Linked DNA regions of Mus musculus: region 1 is linked to region 2. Evidence: chromatin contacts called from public HiChIP or PLAC-seq data. All regions are on one chromosome and are shown on one strand. The core of a region is the stretch at or near the end of the contact, and the rest is flanking DNA. Distances in the headings are between cores, read along the strand shown.

Region 1 (2,700 bases), core at 4-2,503, 38 kb before region 2:
GTCATCAGAATATTAATTAGCCCCACTGGTCCTAGGACCATTTATCATTTGTTAGGCAGACAGGTGAGCACCCTGGCAGTGGAGGACAGCAATTTGTAGGGAAAGCCAAATAGCCTGTAGGAGAGCCAAGAATCTTTTCCTTGTTTTTAATGTCCTTTTACCCAGCAGTGAGAATCTCTCTCTCTCTCTGCCTCTCTCTGTCTCTCTCTGTCTCTCTCTCTCAGTCTCTGTCTCTCTCTTTCTCTCTCTCCCTGTTCCCCTACCCCCACGTGTGTGCGCAAGCTCCATAGATCATGCAGTGTGCATGCCCAGTAGTAAAAGCACGACGACTGTTCATGTACATGGCGGTCGACTTTACTTTTCCTCATCTAAAAGCTTGGGGCAGATCAATCAGTTCTTAGCCTTTTTTTTTTTTTTAAAGATTTTATTTATTATATGTAAGTACACTGTAGCTGTCTTCAGATCTCATTATGGGTGGTTGTGAGCCACCATGTGGTTACTGGGATTTGAACTCAGGACCTCCAGAAGATCAGTCAGTGCTCTTAACTGCTGAGCCATCTCACCAGTCCCAGTTCTTAGCCTTTTGATTGATAGAAAAAATCATGTGTTAGGCTAATACATTAACACTTTTTTGTTGTTACAAAGATATTAGTTCAGACAGAGAGGTGGATAAATAATGGCTATTAAGGAAGGTGACATTAGCCCAAGGTAAACTGTAATTAGACTGGTATGGCGACAGTCTTACTTCTCCATCATTAGTCAGTTAGCCTTGTAGAAGGTACTTGGAAGGTTTAGCTTCTTTCGAGGGAACTTTGGTTCACATGACGTTTTTCTAGATTAAGTTGACAAGATTGAGAGATGGAGACAAGATCTATGTGAGTTTAAGGACAGCATGATTTACATAGTCAAGTTTAGGCCAGCCTTGGGATACATGACATCTTGCAGAGAGGTACAGAAATAAAGAGATGGCGTGAGAGAAAAGACTGGAAAAGATGAGGGGGAGGAAGAGGAAAGGCAGAGGAAGGAGAGGGGGGAGGGAGAGAGAGGAGGGAGAGACAAAGCAAGCTGAAGAAGACAGTGGGACAGACTTGAGGACCATAGCAAAGTCAGGTTAGAGCATGACAGCAGAGGAGAATCACCCACAGTCCCTGTGATGTGACCTGTGGTTGGAGATACCTGTCTGAGGACACTTGGTTCCTGTACACACGCCTGGGCAAATCAGAAGTCTGCCAGAGTTCTTCCCCGCCCACAGGTGTTCAGAGCTGTGTATTATCTCCCCTGGGGGTGAGTTCTCCTGTGTGCCTGAGACCTGGCCTGTGCCTAACAGCTTGCTGCACAGACACTGAACCATCCTGGGTTCTGACATGAATCTCAGAGGTGAGCTGAGGAATAAGGGGCTGGCTGTGGGCACCCTCCATCGATTGTCTACCATCTGGACCGGGCTTCTTTGCTGCTGGGGTCAGAGGCTCAGATGGGGCAGGGCCAGGCAGGCTGGGCTGGGCTGGCAGGAGCCCCGAGTGTCCCTGGATCTGTGTTTGTGCATGAGTACTGTCAAAAGGTGGGTAAGTGGGGCCAGAGTCACAGTGGAAAATTCTGATCTGACTAGGCAAAGCTGCTGAGGGAGGGCACTGAATGTACGTGATCTGTCTGCCCTTTACTGGACATCCTCTTCCCCACACGCTAGCTATTCCAGAACACAGGTGGTGGTCAGTGGCTATGAATCAGGCCCTGCAGGAGCTCCTAGGAGTCCAGGCCACCTGTGGGGAGAAGGGGAAGGAGGCCAAGGGCAGGAGACTCCAGGTGGCTGAGTCCAGTAATCCTGCAGGGCTGGAGGGAAGGGGTGACTGGGAGGAAGGGTGGGGTTGGCTCCCCAGCCCTCACCTGGTCAAGCTAGGGTCAATTCAATAGCAAAGAAATATTCTTAGTACTACACAAAGAAACACACAAACAAAGCAAAATTAATCCTGGAAGAGAATTTCTTTTTGCCAAAAGTGTGTGCTACCTGTGAGGAATACAAGAGAGTACAAAGTCCACTTAGTTTCTATTCTAGTTTTAGTGGTGACTGTGCCTCACCCCATCCGTGGGCCCGGATCTTACAGACTGACACCATTGTCTAAATCCTAGTCAGCACAAAGGTGACCAGCAAGATTGACTCCCCAGGCATGAACACCGGAATATTGACCCTTGATGGCTCAAGACCCTCGACAGTGCAAACTCACTTTTCACTCTCCATCCTTTCTTCCTGTGGTAAAAATACATAAAACAAAATAACCATCTGAAACATTTTCCCCATAACAAAGAAGATAGAGTTTTCTTATTTATTTTTGTGTGTGATGTGTACATGTGAACATGTACACATTGGCATGCGCGAGGGGATCAGTGGGAACTCTGTGGAGGAGCTTTTCTTCTAACTCCTGGGTTCCCGAGCTCAGGCCCAGGTTGTCAAGCTTATGCAGGAAGGAAGGCTCTACCTACTATGCCATCTTATGGCCAATCTTAGCAATTTTAAGTAAAAAGTTCAGCATCTTTAAATACATTCATTTTAAGTAGGACTGCACAACTTTCTATTCTGGTGAATTTGGAGGGGGAGGAAGCTTGGTGCTACCCTCCAATACCTCAGGGAGGGGCACTGAGGCCTGACAAGTGCATTGGTCCAGTGTGGGATGGAGCAAGACTGTCATAATTTCTAGGCAGGGCCCA
Region 2 (2,700 bases), core at 95-2,594:
GGGCCTAAGGGTTTCAAATGTACACCTAAGAAAAAGTTTTTCTCTCAAACTTACTTATTTTCTGCCTTTAATATGTATGTATGTATGTATATATGTATGTATGCATGTATGTATGTATGTTTCAGCATCCTGCCAAGTCCAGTCAAAATCTGAATCTAGGACAGCACTAGAGAAGCTAACCACAGATGGTCCGGTTTACCCTCACAGGTGCTTCTATGGTGCCTGCACTTTCTTAGCCACAGATGATTCCACAGACCCTGGTCAACAATGGAATAGCCAGCTCTCCTAGGACTTGACCAGGAGCCCCAATTAGGTTTCAGAACACAACTGTCACCTCAAGGTCAGCAGGAAGTAGTTAAGGAATACAATGACCCCACTCCTTTCTCACCCTCACCTCTTTCTAAATTTAAATGAGGACACTTAAATTAAACCAAAATGGAGGAATGTTAGCATTTCCTCCAGGCTCTGCCCAACAGTCACCTAGCAAAAGCTTGCATCTCCACCTGCCAGGTATGAGCCAGGAGCTAGGCATATAAGAAGACTACTTGTTCTCTCACCCCCACTCCCACCCACCCCCCCACCTCCATTTATACTCTCTCCCACACATGTCCCTGGCTGGCCTCCTCCTCTCTCCCTCTCTCTTTCTGGCCTTCTCTCTTTTCAGTACCCCTCCTTTCTCCTCTGCCTCTGCCTCCTTCTCCAGGTTCCCTTCCTGCCAATTAACCTCTTTTATACTAAGCCCTTTGTATGGCTGGTTCCTCAGGGGCACATGTTGGCTGGGTCTGCCACAGTGCTCCCTCCTGCTGTGTCACTGCTGTTTTATAAAACACAACATTTGTATCTGCTCTCTGCCCTTGTAACCCCCCCCCAAATGTAAACAAACAATAAAAATTAAACAAAACAAACTCCCAAGCTGTGGAAGCTGTAGTGTGTCACAGTATGTCACACAGTATGCCCTTTTGTCCATACATCTTTACTTGAAAATGTTCATTGCAATGCGTCATTGATCTGCTGCAAGGTCTCTGGGTTCTGCTACGCTATCTATCAATACTGAATCCTCATTGGGATATCCTGTTGCCCTGTGTCATAGAGATCCTGCAGTTTTGGCTCTGTGGGACCAGCCCCTTCATGTGCTCCAGCAGTTCATACATGGGGTAGATGTTGGGGTAGACCAACTCACAGTTGTTCAATCCACTGCTCTCCAGCACTGCCCCAGTGAGGGTCATAGCCACCTCTCTTATGTTTGTGCCCTTGGGGCTGGGTCTTCCTCACCCATGAGACCAGTGCCAGATACATTGTGCTGCTAAGGTGAGATGCAGGGCTGCTCTCCTGAGTGCTGCAGCCAGTGTGTGTGGAGGTGTGGTTAGCTCTGAGCAGTCATTAGACATCAACATGGCTTCAGACAGCAGCCCAGGCAAGGGATGTCTGCATGACCCAGCCTCCTGTTGGCAGGTCAAGCTGTGAGGGCTTTTGGATCAGATAATGGCCCCACTCTCTCAGTGTCCATAGCCAGAAGCCTCAGCCGTGACCTTCACTCAGTTCAGCCCTGTGAATTGTGCTGACTGGGTGCTCTCTGATTTCCTGGTAAATGTGTCTATCACTTTTATAAAGTGCTGACCAGTTAGTCTGTGTCTGACTTGGATGCTCTGTGCTCACATATGACTTTGGGCTTGTGTCTCTACCTGGAACCTTCTTTCCTTAGAGCATTTCTCATGGGGTTGTTTGGGTTTTCATAGAAGGACTTTGAGGGCCATTTGTTCTTGTTCTGTAATGGGGTCTCTGGAAGAGGACAGTGGAATGGAAGGGAGGTTGGGTAGGTCTCTGTTGATGGCATCCGTGAGAACTGGGTCTCTTTACTGGCAGGGTGGATCTTATTTTACTTTTCCGAGTCTTGTTGGTCACCTTTATTGGGTCATTATGAGACCCTGTTAGCCCAGGATGCTGTTCTGGCCACTGCTGTGCTCATGTCCATCCATAGGCTGATTCCATCCTGCCCTATGCTGAGGGCCACATGCACAGTTCTACCTCTTCAGGATATCTGCTTCCATCCTTGTGGTTCCTGACCATCCCTGCCCCTATTAGGTCCCTGCCCTAAAACCTTCCTACTCACTGCCCTGCCTCCTTTCCTTGGTCCCCAGTTTGGGATGGGACACTTTTGCATGCTCCAGCATTTGTCAATGACTTCCCTCTGCCACCATCTCAAACACAGCTTGCCAATCCAGCCAGCTTGGCGCACCTAAGCTCTACCTCTACCAGTCTGTTCTAGGCCACCACCATGTTTTTCTGGATGGTGGATAGTGGCTGTGTTGTCTACCCTGGCAAATGCAGGTCATTCTTTCCCCAGTAGCCAGAGTTATTCCTTGAGTTTCTCCTCTTTGGTTGGTAGTTTAGTCCCTGGGAGCTCTGGGGGTACTGGTTAGTTCATATTGTTGTTCTTCCTAGGGGGCTGTGAACCCCTTCAGCTCCTTAGGTTCTTCTTCAGTTCCTTCATTGCGGATGACTGTGAGCATCCACTTCTGTATTTGTCAGGCACTGGCAGAGCCTCTCGGAGAGAGCTATATCAGGCTCCTGTCAACAAACACTTGTTGGCATCCAAAAAAGTGTCTGGGTTTGATAATTGTATATGGGATGGATCCTCAGGTGGGGCAGTTTCTGGATGATCATTCCTTCAGTCTTTGCTCCACATTTTGTCTGTGTAAC

Evidence for each region. HiChIP or PLAC-seq counts read pairs in DNA pulled down with a chosen protein or histone mark.
Region 1: a contact with region 2 is called in an H3K27ac HiChIP or PLAC-seq map of embryonic stem cells, with 8 read pairs. The contact joins the promoter of Abo here to the enhancer-like site in region 2. A contact is called at or near these places in 1 of 39 promoter capture datasets (macrophages), 1 of 115 datasets of contacts at active chromatin or transcription factors (embryonic stem cells) and 4 of 9 other capture datasets (adipose tissue, embryonic stem cells, liver and 1 more).

Annotation. Positions count from the first base shown.
Region 1 is chr2:26,863,548-26,866,247 of GRCm38.p6, reverse strand. Abo (ABO blood group (transferase A, alpha 1-3-N-acetylgalactosaminyltransferase, transferase B, alpha 1-3-galactosyltransferase)) reads left to right here and starts at 1,253. Exons shown (of 6, transcript NM_030718.5): 1 at 1,253-1,377. The coding sequence starts at 1,365.
Region 2 is chr2:26,825,460-26,828,159 of GRCm38.p6, reverse strand. No RefSeq gene overlaps it. Among named protein-coding and RNA genes, the nearest start is that of Abo, 38 kb to the left of the region's middle. Within about 2 kb of position 1,344, at least 2 of the 459 cell types and tissues checked have an H3K27ac peak or open chromatin away from gene starts, as enhancers often do. A contact at or near this core is called in embryonic stem cells, where this site is marked.